Linked DNA regions of Gossypium hirsutum: regions 1 and 2 are each linked to region 3. The links are chromatin contacts, called in public Hi-C maps. All regions are on one chromosome and are shown on one strand. Each heading gives the region's core, a stretch centred on a gene start, on an enhancer-like site or on the middle of the called end of the contact. The rest is flanking DNA. Distances are from core to core; before and after follow the strand shown. Region 1 has its middle 4.8 kb from the start of LOC121229551. Region 2 holds the start of LOC107957330 (WAT1-related protein At3g28050). Region 3 has its middle 24 kb from the start of LOC121229763.

The links. A called contact is a pair of places that touch in the nucleus more often than the background predicts.
Region 1: a Hi-C map of leaf shows a contact between it and region 3, with 1.6 times the contacts expected there. The contact joins two enhancer-like sites. A contact is called at or near these places in 2 of 34 Hi-C or Micro-C datasets (callus and leaf).
Region 2: a contact with region 3 is called in a Hi-C map of leaf, with 2.8 times the contacts expected there. The contact joins the promoter of LOC107957330 here to the enhancer-like site in region 3. A contact is called at or near these places in 8 of 34 Hi-C or Micro-C datasets (anther, callus, leaf and 1 more).

The regions. Positions count from the first base shown.
Region 1 is chrA05:74,967,812-74,970,519 of Gossypium_hirsutum_v2.1, reverse strand. It overlaps the pseudogene LOC107960569. Among protein-coding and RNA genes, the nearest start is that of LOC121229551, 4.8 kb to the left of the region's middle. Within about 2 kb of position 1,304, at least 4 of the 9 cell types and tissues checked have an H3K27ac peak or open chromatin away from gene starts, as enhancers often do. A contact at or near this core is called in leaf, where this site is marked.
Region 2 is chrA05:74,999,600-75,002,299 of Gossypium_hirsutum_v2.1, reverse strand. It overlaps LOC107957330 (WAT1-related protein At3g28050), which reads left to right and starts at 1,434. Exons shown (of 8, transcript XM_016892835.2): 1 at 1,434-1,876; 2 at 1,952-2,014; 3 at 2,113-2,226. The coding sequence starts at 1,695.
Region 3 is chrA05:75,181,582-75,184,281 of Gossypium_hirsutum_v2.1, reverse strand. No RefSeq gene overlaps it. Among protein-coding and RNA genes, the nearest start is that of LOC121229763, 24 kb to the right of the region's middle. Within about 2 kb of position 1,356, at least 4 of the 9 cell types and tissues checked have an H3K27ac peak or open chromatin away from gene starts, as enhancers often do. A contact at or near this core is called in leaf, where this site is marked.

The DNA of each region.
Region 1 (2,708 bases), core at 55-2,554, 210 kb after region 3:
CTTCAATTTGTTCAGCATTTACCTTGACAGCTTCTATTTCTTCAACCTCAATTGCTCTCATATCTGCATCCATCCCTTCAAGCATCTTCTCTCCTTCCTTAAAAGGTTTAGTCTTTGGACAAGCACCAGCCTTATTCCATTCACCTTCAAAATGTGAAGGTGAAAACGTGGCGAGGAACACATCAATTCTATTACCATTAGCCCCTTTTCTCTCAATTATTGTCTTAAGCGCAGTCTTTAAGGCCTTCCTCATCACATCGTAAAATCCAATCTCAGTGTGATTTAGTCCAGGGCAGTAATGACAACCTAATACTAAATCACCCTCATAATAAACTGCTGGATGAAGAAACCAATGCCCTATCGAGAGTAGAATCATATCTATATGGTCCAAATCAGAACCCCACTTCTCATCAACAGTGTCCACATATAATTCATTATGATTTGGACCAGCTTTTGATTTCTCAACACCTTTAACTAGAAATGGTGACCAGTACACTGATATAGTAATGTTATGAGAAGCAAAATGCCATGTACGAAACTTGTTATCCTCCCCACCTCTATAAACCAGGTTAGGATTGGAGGCAGTGGCTAGCATACAAAGAAGTGATTCCAGTTGGTTCCTAGCCATGGAATCTCCGACAAAAGCTATGTGCTTGTTACTTAAGAGATGCAAGAAAGTATTGGGATTAAACCTGGGGAGCTTGCATTGGCTTGCTCGCCATCTCCAATAAAGGTAATCCAAGTCAGGTCTCCCATGAGAGATACAATTTTGACCGTCCTTGATTGTACCACAGGTTGTGCCATTGTACAGAGGCCCCATCTTGTCGTGTACCCATCTGCCGTCGGTGTAGTCACATGGAGTTTCATAAACTATTTCTTCTTCTATAAAAGAACAAAAAAAGTTGGTTCATTAATATCACCCAATAACTAAAAACTCATGGTAATTAAGGATAAAAGGTTGACAAGTACTTTTGGTTGCTGAAAATACCTTTGGTGAGGATGGTGGGATTGTTGGGAGGGAGGTGATGAAAAGGGTGAAAGTAGAAGCGAAGAAGAGCTATGGGGAGGAGAGCATAAAGAGCGAAAGGCAGCAACTTCTTGGTGGGGGAGGGAGAGTTAGGATGGGGTTTGAGTGGACTCATTACCTCCATGTTGGAAAGAGAAATACTTGCACTGCTCCTTTGTTCTTTTGTTTTCTGGGTTATTTGGCTTTGAGTTGAGGGTTAATTCTAGCCTTACAACACTGTGGATGTTACAGTAAGCGTTTCAGGCAAAACGACAGCTTGTTTTGCTACGATAAGCTAAGCGAGTCGGCCAAAATATCCAGCGGGAAATCGTTGTTTATAGCCATAGCTGTGACTTAGTCGATGGTTGGATCTGACCCGTTAGTGTTAAAAGTTGGATTTAAATATAATATTAATTGATATTTATTAATCCTATATTTGGATTGAAGTAATAGAAAAGAAATCATTTCTTCGTTTCATTAACTTATTTTTATTTAGATAAGAGAAAATGTTAAGGAAATTGATTTCATTAGTTATCTCAAATCAGAAGGACTTGATTAATTAATTTGGTATCATTTCAATTAGGAAATAATTAATATATCTTTTTATTAAATTATTATTATTTTGATAGTTTTTTTTATTTTTCTATAAAATTAAATTAAAATTAACATTTTAAAGAATAATTTTAATAAATTTATAAACAAATTCTTCATCACTAAACCAATTAATAATCTTTAATTAAATTTTAAAAATTTTATTATATGTTATTTTTAAAAACACTTCTATTCTAAATATTGTTATAAATATTTTATTAAGTGAATGTCCATCAAGATCTAGATAAGTTTTGATATATTTTAAATTCTAATAGTCATTAGAAGTAGAGTTCTATTTCATTTATACTTCTTATGTCTGTAAATATAGATTTTGGAGAAGCATTGTAAAAATTTCGATTGATCAATAAAATACGCTCTCTTTTTGCTCTCCCATCCTCTTTGTCCTTTACTTTCTGTCTTTTTATTTTATAACACATTATCTGCACGATTCTCTTTTATTTTATAATACAGACATTCCAGATCTACTGCTCAAGTTTTTGTCGATTGCCTTCTAGAGCTATTGCAATTTTAGTCTTCAATTGAAGCCTGCGCACTATGGGTAATCATTAAAACCTTTAACCACTTAGATCTTCAGATATATTTTATTATGATTTATTTATTATGTCATATTTATTATAATTCGAGACTAATCATGACAACATGAATAGATAAATTTTGATTTGAAATCCACACGTGTTTGCGATGGTGATTATGAAATTTGGGACGTTTATAAGTTCATCCTAGTAAATCTATTATATTCCCCAAAGTGAATGCAAAAGAAAACAAAAACCGATATTATTTCAATATTTGGGAGTACAAAATTAGTCGAAAGCTCTAGAAGAGCTAATATATTAATATCTTGTGATGGTTAATCCATTGGTTTTAAAAGATATTTATAATGGATCTCATATTGAGATTGTGAATGAATAAAAAATTATATTTCATATAAATCACTATTGCTATAAATATCTATTTTGAAAGGATGAAAAAAAAGAGAGGATTGAGTTATTGATTACTCTTGTTATTAAATTGAATTGACTGTGATTATCTTTATGATCTTCTTTTGTCATCATCCCCATTAAAGGATTAAAAGTAAAATATTTGACTGTGA
Region 2 (2,700 bases), core at 185-2,684, 180 kb after region 3:
AAACCTATATCAAGAAAAGTTTTAGAAAGATTTCGCATGAAAGAATGTTCACCGAGTGTTGCTCTGATAAGTTCAATTTGAACCAGTGCCCGAAAAATGAATTTGAGATGAAGCAAATGAAAAACATTCCACATGCTTCTATTGTTGGAAGCCTGATGTATGTTCAAATCTGTATAAGACTTAATATTGCATTTGTAGTTGGAATGTTGGTAAGATATCAGAGTAATCTAGGTATTGACCACTGGAGAGCTGCAAAAAAAGTTTTGAGATATTTTAAAGGGACAAAGGGCCACATGCTTACGTACAAATGATCAGACAATTTAAAGGTAATTGGCTACTCCGATTCATACTTTGTCAACTGTGTTGATTCACGTATATTAACATTAGGTTACATATTTATGTTTCCCGACGGAGCTATATCTTGGAGGAGTATCAAGTAGACCTTAGTTGCTACTTCCACTATGGAGATTGGGTTCGTTTCATGTTTTGAGGCTACCTCACATAGAGTATGGTTAAAGAGTTTCATTTCTAGGTTTAGACTTGTGGATTCGATTTCTGGGCCGTTGATGATATATTGTGACAATTCAGTTGTTGTCTTTATGGCTGTGAACAACAAAAGTGGAAGTCAAAGTAAACATATCGACATTAAGTATTTAGCCATAAGGGAACGTGTTAAATAAAAGAAAGTGGTTATTGAGCACATTAACACTGAGCAGATGTTAGGTGATCTTTTGACTAAAGGCATGTCACTATACAAATTTAAGGATCATGTTGTCACTATGGGACTTGTTCTCACATTGTAAATTTTCGTTATAAGAACGATTATAAAGAAACTCTATTAAATTTGATATTTCTCATATTTTGTGTGTACATTAATTTTATTATTTCGAGAAATGTTACTAAAGTTTAGATCTGGAATAAACATTGGGTTTATTCATTAAGAAATTAAGCTAAAACGTTGAGACATGATATATTGTGATACATGGAAGACACTACTCAAATTTCAAGAGAAAATATCGTCATGATTCATGCATTATGTTTCGACTTCAAGTATTCATGGGCACTACAGACCAAGTGGGAAAATGTTGGAATTGCCTTTCGGTTTGTGGGAATAACCCCATTTTTTGCTGCCCACTACTTTCATATTTTTGTTTGTGTAATAGTGACACATGTAGTTGGTGATTTTTTGCATGAACCACCACTATAAATACCAACTAAGCTTAAGGTCTCTACGCACTGAAAAATCAAAAACTAAAAATATTTCATCTAATGAAATTTTCAACTACTTAAAAGATTTTAACTATTTTCAATTTTTTATATGGCTAAATTCGACTCCTTAATTATGGTTTGAGTACTCGACATGCAATAACTTGTTACATCTTTTCTGTTGCAGTATAATATTTAAATCATTATTTATACTTACACAAGAATCTAGGTATTGGGTAAGGAGGCAATGACGAAAGGAGCTATGTCAGCAGCGACTTGGACTCGTTGCTTGTCGTCTATAACTCCTTGTTGTTAGCTATGGCTGCGTATGTATTTTAAATATAAAAGGACTTTAAAATTGATATTAATAACTAAAATTGAAATGAAAGTGTCCACCTATTTGCTCCAAAGTCCAACTACTTAAAATTCAGTCCTAGGAAGGAGGTGGCACAGAAGTTGATCGCAAGAACTGAAATTGGGTCTGAAGAATGGGGAAGGAGATGATCGGTTTGCCTATTGTAGGGATGGTAATGGCAGAGGTTGCTCAAGTTGGACTCATGATAATGGGCAAAGCAGCAATGTCCCATGGGATGCCCAACTTCGTCTTTGTTTTCTATTCCAATGCTCTTGCCTCTCTCATTCTCCTCCCTGCTTCTTTTCTCTTCCACAGGTACCGTTCGTTCTCTCTCTCTCTCTCCATAATTCCCATTTCACTTTCTCCTTTGATTTTCCGTTTTCCCTGCAGATCACACCTTCCTCCACTCACTTTCTCTATTCTTTGTTGGTTTTTCTTGCTTGGCCTTCTTGGGTATGTAAGATTAATTGAAATTATGATGTGGGTTTTCAGTTACATAACTATGGATTTCAGGGCTTTAATTCATATTTTACATGGTATTTGGTATGCAGTTGCTTTGCCCAGATTTCTGGGTATGCTGGGATATATTATAGCTCGCCTACTCTGGCAACTGCCATGCTTAATCTCATCCCAGGTCTCACCTTCATCCTTGCTGTTGCTTTCAGGTTATTATCTGTTCTCCTATTGTTGTGTGTAATACTCTGATCAATCTGATAACTAAAGGATAAAGTATACGTGGATGATGGAATGTAAGGCTATTTAATCTATTTACTTTTTACTTCCCCTGAAGTACCACTTGTATCCAACACATATTTATACATAGGTTTGACAGAAAAATTGAGCATACCCTTTCGGGCAATCCTGGTATTCCAGTCTGTAAAAGGGCCAATGGTTGGAACTGAGTTTGAAGTAATATGTCTGCAGCCATTTTGTTTTTTTCTATACCTCATAAATTCTCTTGGGATTGTTTTTGTATTTAAGAAATATGGTTGCTTAGAGGAAACAGATTGCAGTCCCTAGGAGGTTGCCTGCTCTTACTCGTACTGAAGTGGGAAATTGGGAACTTATTTAAGTGACAAATTTGTTTGATCTCCTTGCACAAATAGTTATAAATTCATCTCCTTTATAAGCTTCTTACA
Region 3 (2,700 bases), core at 107-2,606:
TTAGAACTGGCCATGTGACCCGAGCCTTGATGTTCCTATCATATGATATTATATCATTAAGGTTAAATTCTGCTACTAAGTCCCTATACTTTACAAAAGTTAAAGATTTAGTCTTTATACTTTAATTTAATCAATTTTAGTCTTTTTACTTTTTAAATTGGTCAATTTTAGTCCTCCTACTTTTCAAATTTTGAAATTTTAGTCCTAACCTAATCAATAGCAGTTAAATCTATTTGATTAATTTCAATTGTTAATCTTGTACTTTGCACATAATTCTAGATTTAGTTTATATTTTCCAATTGTATCATTCTAAGTCCATGTACTTTTAGAATTTTGAAATTTTAATATTGACATAAATGATAGTCGTTGATCCATTAATTAGATTTTTAGTGGGTAATATGTAGAAATAACAAGCTGGTACAAGATTACACATATAATAATATATTTGTTATATCAGATTTCAGCAATAGCATAACTTAACTTAATGTATTAACAATTATTATTTGATGGTGATTGAAATTTTAAAATTTGAAAGGTATAATGACTAAAAAAGAACAAATTAGAGTACAATGATTAAATCTACAACTTTTGTAAAGTATAAGGATTAATAGTAAATTTTAACCTATCATAAATATATATTAAAATTTAAAAATATTAAAAAAATAACTTTATAAACCACAAGTCTTGATTTGAATGGAGTGATGATTAAAACTCTTATCAAACACTCATTTGACAAGGGTTCAAATCATGTTACCCCCATCCCCTACCCCTAATATTATATAAAAACAACTTTATAAACTACAATGTGTGGCATGATAATTGCTCACTTAATCCATGCTCATGAAAATGAAATATATTATATAAGTTCCAGCTTATGCCTATTTAACAAGATAGTTTTACCAATTTGAATAAATTTTAAAATTTTAATTGTACTCTAATAAACATAAATAAATTCTTAACACAAATAAGGAGCTAATTGAAAGAATCAAGAAGATTTTTAATTGTAAAGAAAATCTAAGTATAATGATAAAATTTAAAGGATTTTCTATATTTTAACATTGCTTTTATAAAATAATTAGATCTTTTAGATGATTGAGCAACTTAAACAATATCACTAGATATATATTATTAACTCAGTCAACAACGATAAGATATGTTGCATTTTCTGTTCTCATTTCTAGTTTTGATTGCACGCCTTGGATGTTTTGTCGTTTTATGTATGTGGGCTTTGTGGTAGGGCCTAATAAATGCTTACCTTTAAAGTGGCCTACTCACGTGTCTGACAGGTCCTTCACTCGCCTAAGCCCAAACACCACCATCCAAAAATACATCTGTCCTAGTAATCCTCGAACCACAAAAAAGTCGTGGGTTTGACGTGTGTCTCTTCTAGGCCGCGTCATCGCTAATCCAATGGCTAAAGATAACCCTCCGTCTGCCTTTCTTTTGGGATGGTTTTGATCACATGGGTGCTGTCCAGCTAGGCTCGAGGGGTAGATTCATGATGAGACGAGACTTATATAATTCTTGTATTCCTATATCATATTTTTCTAATTATTTCAATTTATATATTACAAACCCAGTTTTTAAATCATTTACGTATATGCTAATTTCCTTTTTTCTTTCAAGTTTATAACTACATTATAATTAAAGTGCAAGTAGAACTATTAAAATATAAATAGCTTATAGAATAAAACCTTAGTTTTTAATTAAAAAAACTCATACTATTGTAGTATAAATTATAAATCACAAATATCTAAATTACAAATTAATTAACCGAATTAAAATTCAATAATTCATAATGGAACTTAAATAGCCACATATTTTAATTGTGGATGGTGAATATTAAATTTAAATACTCAAAAACTTAAAATATCTGTTTTTGTCAATTGAACAAAAGTTTATTAGATTTTTATGTTATTTTTATATTTTATTTTCATTATTTTTTTAATGTCGATACAAAATTGAGTCCTAGTTTACATTGAAAAATTAATGTCTAAAATCATTGAAAAATCAATGTTGACAATAACTTAAGTGGGGAAGAGTTTTAATGGAGATTAGAGGGATATCTTTTTATAGTAAGAGGAGGAAGAAGTCTTTTTGGAAGAGGAGCTTAGCATGAGCTGTTTTAGGGTTTTATAGGAGTTGTCGTAACTTAAAATTATGGAAAAAAAACTTTTACGCACTGACTCGATTGCACTTGAAGTGGGTAATAAAAGACTTTTCAAAGATATGATAAAAAAAATATTTAATTGGACTTTTGATAAAATTCGTTACTGAAATCTATTAGGAATCAATGCTGATTTATCAATAGCTAACGAGAAAGTATGGGAGGATCTTTAATCGGACAAGTCCTTCCATAGGCTAGTTCTCCATAACAAAAGTAGTTAATTTCATGAGCCTTGGTGATAAGATACAACATTTATGTTATTTTTATTAGAAATAATAGAGATGAAGCCTTGGGGAAAATAGAAATGGCCCCACATAACAAGTTGGCAAAGTTTTTGAATTCTGAATGTCACGTTTTTGCATTAAAAAAAGGATTTACTCGTGATTTGTTCTTGAATTTGAACAAAAAAATTAGAGCATTTTTCTCAAATGAATTAGACCATTTTTAGAAGCCAGGGTACGTGTTACTTTAAAGCATTTTTCTTATTTTACTATCTATTTTTTTATCAGTTTTTTTTATCTTAAAAGTCTTTG